Linked DNA regions of Mus musculus: region 2 is linked to region 1. The links are chromatin contacts, called in public Micro-C maps. All regions are on one chromosome and are shown on one strand. The core of a region is the stretch at or near the end of the contact, and the rest is flanking DNA. Distances in the headings are between cores, read along the strand shown. Region 1 overlaps Gm36090 (a long non-coding RNA gene). Region 2 has its middle 10 kb from the start of Spint5.

Region 1 (3,153 bases), core at 431-2,930:
CATCACTTTGTCTGCCACTCAATTAGACAACACTTTCAAACATGGATGCTTCCTTCTACAAACTTGCGGGAAGTGGGTGTGGCCGTAGGCCCCGTGAAACCCACTTGTTTACTGCCTTGCCCGAGCATGAGCATGCGCAGTGAGGTTGCATGCGTGGGCTGCCTGCCAGGCTGGACAGTTCCTAATGATCCAGACCTGTCAGCCTATCAGTGACCGACCTGAGCTAGTGCCTGGCTACAAACTAACTTTACTTTGTTGTTTGGGATTAGAGGTATGCACTAAAGGTGTGTCTGTATTCCAGCCAGGAAGATTAAAGGTGTGTGCTGGGGGCTGAGCCATGCTACAGCAAGAAAAACAGCTTTTTTTTTTTCCTTTTTCCAGTAAATAACACGATCTTGGGGTTCATGGTGTGTTCAGATATCCCGCAACAGCAAGTCATTCAGACGATCAGTGCTGCTCTCTTAGCAGGGGACACTCCTCAAGCAGGACTGGATTAATCCATGGGAGCGAGCAGCTGAGCCGTGAGAAGCCAGAAAGCCTGATGTGGTCCACCCCTTTCCCTGGAATCACTCCTTTCCATGTGGGCTGAATGCCCACGTGCAGCTGTCTGATCTCAGGATTTCTATCATCCAGAGTGTGAGTCAAGATAACACTCTTTCTTTATAAACTCCCCACTCTCAGTGTAAACTAACACACACACACACACACACACACACATACACACAGAGCCTCATTTTGGGCAGTAGCAACAAGTACCCTGCAGAAAAGCTGGGCATCATCAGCTCTCTGAAGCTGAGGTTGTTCATGGCTCACAGCTCTGCCCATGGAACACAGGCTGTATGTCCTAGTGAGGGTTGCCCACCTCCAAATAAAGATGTGAAAAAAAAAATCACAGAAAGGAAGTATTAAAGCACCTCCATTTTATTGGGAACAGAGGCATAATGTGTAAAGACCAGCTGTTGTGTGACCAACCATAAGGTGACAAGCAGGAACAGGGAATCATTGTGAGCTGGACATCACTGGGTCCTATCAAGAAAGATGCCAAATGAGGATCGCGTGTGCCAGACTGCTTCATACACAAGACAATTAGACTCTCTACTTACTTAAGCCATGGTCAGGTTTTCCATGGCTCGATGCTTTCCGAGGTCATGTAGAGAGTTACCAGTTCCCTAAGCCTGCTGTCACAAAATTCCATAAACAGGGAAATTTAAACAATAGGAACTTACTCTCCTTCACTTTCCTTTGGAGAGTCAAGACCAAGATGTGGCAGAGCTGGTTCCTTCAGATGTCTGTGAGGAGTCTTGTTTCTTGTCTCTCCCCCACCCACCACCACCTATTTCCTGGTGGCTTGCTGACAAACATTGCTATCTCTGGATGTAAAGGTCCATCACCACCCCCACCACCCCCATCCCCCATCTCTGGCTGCATCCTCACCGCTGCCCTCCCTGGATGCATGTCAGCCTCGAGTCCTCTTTGTATAAGGGCTCCATTCTGATTGGACTAAAGCCCACTCCGGAACTACAATTCCACCTGATTCCCTCCCCCATAAACATCGCTTTGAATAAGGTATCATTCTGAGCTCCTGAAGTTCAAAATGAAAGCCAGGGACGGGGAGGCTACCATTCAAGCCATAACGGAAACCACTGTTGTGTGTGCTCAGTTCAAATCGTTTCCGCAGATTCTCTGGAAGCTCCAGCGGGGTTGGCCCAGCTCCTGGCTTCCTCTCCTGGCAACAGCCTCAGGTCTTTTTGATGAATTGAATGAGAAGTGGAGCCCTCAGGTCCAGTCCTGATCCTGCAGGTAAGGTGTGTGTGACTTGCCTCAGTCTCTACCTCTTGCCAAACAGCTTGCCAAACAGCATCACTCATCACAGAACCAGCAATTACATTTAAATGGCTGCTTTCTCCAATGGCCTGAGGGCTCTCATAGAACAGGGCTTGAGCTAGTGAGTTCACCTCCTGCTATGGCTCCCAAGCCTAGGGACTCAGGAAACAAACCCAAGGAGTCTCTAACCCACACTGGTGTGTGCCCTCTGTGTACTAGAGACACAGATGTTGGCCTCTAGGAGTTTGCCACCCTGGGTGGGGACAAACACAGACCGAATAAGATTCTATGCTCCTTGTAGGGGGAGGGACCAAAAGGCAGTGAAGTGAAGCACTCACCAGAAAGTCAGGCAGGGCTTTCTGGGGAGCTGAGCTGGGAATTATCCCAGCAGCTCAGAGAATGTAAACACTTGGAGATCAGAGGGCTTTCTGACATTTTGAGATGAAGCAGAAAAAAAAAGTCATGGAAGGAGAGATGGGGCCAGGGGCTGGGGCGGAGGGGGTGGGGGGCACGGGGTGGGAGGCACGGGGTCAGGGGAGAAGGTGGGTGATGAAGGAGCTTGGTTCTGATGCACTCCTCAGATAGAATCAGAGGAATGTCAACAGGCTGTGTGGTTAGTGATAGGATAGGAGCTGCTGAGGCGGTGGCTGTGGGATAGAGAAAAAAAAAATACTGGAATGAGATGCTAGGGATATGTCCTATATTCAATGGTTTGGGGTTTGTTTTTTTTTAAGATTTATTTATTATTTATTATATGTAAGTACACTGTAGCTGTCTTCAGACACTCCAGAAGAGGGAGTCAGATCTCTTTATGGATGGTTGTGAGCCACCATGTGGTTGCTGGGATTTGAACTCCGGACCTTCGGAAGAGCAGTCGGGTGCTCTTACCTGCTGAGCCATCTCACCAGCCGGGTTTGGGTTTTTTAGTTGTTGTTATTTGCTTTTTGAAATCTCCCCCCTCCCCCAGAGTCTCATTTTATAGCCCAAGCTGCACTTATTCTCATCATCATCCTTCTCCAGCCTGCTGAGTGTTGGGATTACTAGCACGTGCCAGTCATAACTGGCTGGATGGCTCAATTGGAGATGTTGAAGAACAAGCACCCTTTTGCTTGGTTCTGAAAAGCATCCCTCCTCCTGTGCCTAGGGTCAAGGCTCAGCTAGGGGCTGCAGCTGTTGGAGAGCTAGTGAACACCCAGGTCTAATAACAAAGGAAGACTCAAGGTCCTAAAGCCTGAAGTCTAAAGGAAGGAGAAACCAACGTGCTCACCTCCAGGGCTCCGGAGAGCACAGTGGACCTTTGAGTCACTGGGCAAACGTGAATCCTACCGA
Region 2 (3,153 bases), core at 244-2,743, 180 kb before region 1:
GGCTCAAGAGACTCTTGTCTCCCGAGGTCTCCAGTGCATGGCTTCTTGAGTAGTTTTATGTACATAATTAAAAAATCAGTGTGATAAAGACTTCCATGGGAGCAGTTGATGCTGTCTGTCCCTAGGAGCCCTCAGAGCCTGTAAGGTGATTTTCTGCCAGGTGAGAATGGGACTGGCAGTTGGGACCTGTGAGCCAGGCTTTCCTTCCATCAGGTGGGGGCCACCCTGTACAGCCTATGCCTGTAGCAATAGCATGGGAGGAGGGAGGGATGGAGGAAGGATGAAATGGGAGACACACACACACACACACACAGACCCATAGAGAAATACACAGAGAGAGACAGAGGCAGGCATAGATGCACACACATGGGTGGGCACACTCACACGGGGAAGGGAGAGACAGACATATCTATAGAGAAATATGCACACACACACACACACACACACACACACAGACATAAAGAGAGAAGGAGATAGAGACAGAGAAAGGCATAGACACTCACACATGGAGGGAAACACAGGGTGAGAGAGAGTGGGAGAGAGAGACAGACAGAGACAGACAGAGACAGACAAGCACGCACACACACACACACACACACAGAGTTAAATGTCAGGTCTTGGTGTACGTTCTAGGCTGTTCTCTCTCCTGCTGTGCCCTAAACCACAAAACCCATGCAAAGCTCTCCTTCCTCGAGGTGCAAGTTCCTTTCAGCCTGAATTATGCAGTCCCTATGAATCCCAATACTACTTGCTGCTTCCAGACTTTGTACCTCAAATTAACCTTTGACCAGACTGAAAAGCCACCCTGGCTCCCATCCTCAGCTTCTGACCTCCCCTGTGGGGGCTGCGAATGACCCATGCCCTGTACCCCTTTCCTTGACCATCTGAGTCCTCTGTGTCCCTCTCCCAGCAACACCAAGGGGGCACGAGCTCTTGTCTCTCTGCTGTGCTGAGTCTCATTCTTTTATCCCTTAGGGCATGCCATCAATAGTAAGTGGGGTGTAGGGTGAGGAGGGCGGGGAGTTGCTATTGAGTTGAGTCAAGATCTGTTATGGAGGGAATAGTGTAGACAGACCAGCTTCATGCAGGTTGATGAACTCAAGAGTGAAGAAGCCCCTGGGGACAGGGTTTGTGTAGAGAAACTCTTTGCTGGGTGCTTCTGTCTCTGAGCCACCAGGGGGCAGCAGAAACCTAGTCCATTAAAGGCCACAGTATATACCTAAAGGCAAAGCTCACTGTGGCCAGAGTTTTCCAACTGACCCACACCCAGTGAATGATGACAGCAGGTCACATTCTCTCTTTTCGTGATGTGACATGTTTCTTCAGATGGGGAATATTTATCTGGGGAATGTTATTCACGTTTCAGTGCTTCTTATACAAAGCATACAGGGTCAAATTGTTGAGATCAAGAACAGAAAAACATTTTTTCTCCCTATGAGGGAAGGTGAGGAGGGCAGGGAGCTCGTTGGAGGCTCCACCAATCCTGCCAGGCTCTCTCGTCGGTGCTCTCCGTCTGCCAGCTCTGCCTTGGCACTTGCGCCAGCGCCTGCTTGTCAGTAAACATTGTTCCTCAGCTTGTCTTTCCGTTGCTTTCCTTTCCTTAGTTTTCTTGTAACTTCATAGCTTTTTATGTTTAGGATCGTGACTCTTTGTTTTCTCTTTCTTTCTCCTCTTCAGTTTTTGAAAAAGGACACGTGGTTATTGAAGGGACAATCAAGATGCAAAAATTCAAAGGGGACCTTTTAACCACAGACATCTGTCATCAACATGCTAGTGAATGTCCGTCTAGACTTGAGTGGGGATTTATAGGCATAATTTATTTGCAACCTACTTTTAATAAGGGTTCAACCTCTCCTCTAGCCTGTCACCCAGCAGAGGCAGTGGAAGAGAAAAGTTGTTAGGATCTAGGGTAGGTGAACCTGTTCAGCAATAGTTCCTTGGGGGTGAGCTTGATCTTTGGCAGCAGCCCAGTCCTATAGCAGCTGCAGACCAGTCCTCTAGGCAGGCAGACACCATCCGCGAACCAGCAGCTACAGCAGCTACAGTTCAATCCTGAAGGCACTGTTAGGTTTGCTAACCAGCCCGAGGTGAGGCCATGGAAGCACCAAACGGCGGAAGGAACCTCACGAGCAGTTCTTGAGAGAGCTTCTCTCAATGGCAGTTGTAGGGAAGAATAGCAAGGTAAAAAAAAAAAAAAAAAAAAAACCAAACCGATGCTCAGTGCTCCTCTCTCACTGTCCGTGGGGTCGCATTTATACTCCTTCATCAAGCGTCCTTTCACCTGTCTGCTATATGCAAACATCCTTTCACCTGTGTCTGCTTCAGGAAAACATCATTTGGCATAACTAGCTTCCAGAGAAACTAGAAGTGTCCATGTCAGGGATTAGTGCATCTGTCACTGCTGCAGTCACACACCTGGAACAAGTTTACTGTGGCTCTTGGTTCTTGACGTTTATGATCAAGGGGCCACATCTTCCGGTTGTTTTGCTGGTAGAGTGCTGATGTGTCATCAAACATCAGCAAGGGACAAAGCATGCACTTGCGTTTGTATGTCTGGTCATTCCCTTTTCTTCTTCTTCTTGTACTCTTTCGACACAGGGTTTCTCTGTGTAGCCCTAGTTGTCCTGGAATTCATTTTGGAGACCAGGCTGGGCTTGAACTCAGAGATCTGCCTGCCCCTGCCTCTTAAGGGCTCAGATTAGAAGGCACCACCTCCTGGCTAAATTTCTTCCTTTCTTTCTTTCTTTCTTTCTTTCTTTCTTTCTTTCTTTCTTTCTTTCTTTCTTTCTTTCTTTCTTTAAGACAAGAGTTTCTCTGTGCAGCCCTGGCTGTCTTGCAATTCACTCTGTAGACCAGGCTGGCTTCAAACTAAGAGATTCACTTGTCTCTGCCTCCTGAGTGCTGACACTAAAAGTGTGCGACCCTGTGCCTGCTTTATTCCCTTTCCTTACAAAAGCACAAGAATTTGATGAAGGGAACTCTGCTCTTCTCCAAATCCTATTCACCTTCCGAGAGCTTAAGCACTGTAGTCAAATGAACTTTCAAGTTTGTCTTAATGGGGGTAAAACTTCAGCATGAGAGGCCTTTGTGGTCATGCAAACTATTTTCAAACCACAATAGCATATCTGCAAATTTTGGCCTGGGTAGCAAACC

Evidence for each region. Hi-C and Micro-C count contacts between places; a contact is called where the count stands out from the background.
Region 2: a Micro-C map of the AtT-20 cell line shows a contact between it and region 1, with 5 times the contacts expected there. The contact joins two enhancer-like sites. A contact is called at or near these places in 1 of 39 promoter capture datasets (the HPC-7 cell line), 4 of 484 Hi-C or Micro-C datasets (the AtT-20 cell line, embryonic fibroblasts and embryonic stem cells), 1 of 115 datasets of contacts at active chromatin or transcription factors (embryonic stem cells) and 1 of 9 other capture datasets (liver).

Annotation. Positions count from the first base shown.
Region 1 is chr2:164,539,773-164,542,925 of GRCm38.p6, reverse strand. Gm36090 (a long non-coding RNA gene) reads left to right here. Exons shown (of 6, transcript XR_375205.4): 2 at 382-636; 3 at 1,679-1,800. Among named protein-coding and RNA genes, the nearest start is that of Gm36090, 8.0 kb to the left of the region's middle. Within about 2 kb of position 1,680, at least 17 of the 459 cell types and tissues checked have an H3K27ac peak or open chromatin away from gene starts, as enhancers often do. A contact at or near this core is called in the AtT-20 cell line, where this site is marked.
Region 2 is chr2:164,724,106-164,727,258 of GRCm38.p6, reverse strand. No RefSeq gene overlaps it. Among named protein-coding and RNA genes, the nearest start is that of Spint5, 10 kb to the right of the region's middle. Within about 2 kb of position 1,493, at least 6 of the 459 cell types and tissues checked have an H3K27ac peak or open chromatin away from gene starts, as enhancers often do. A contact at or near this core is called in the AtT-20 cell line, where this site is marked.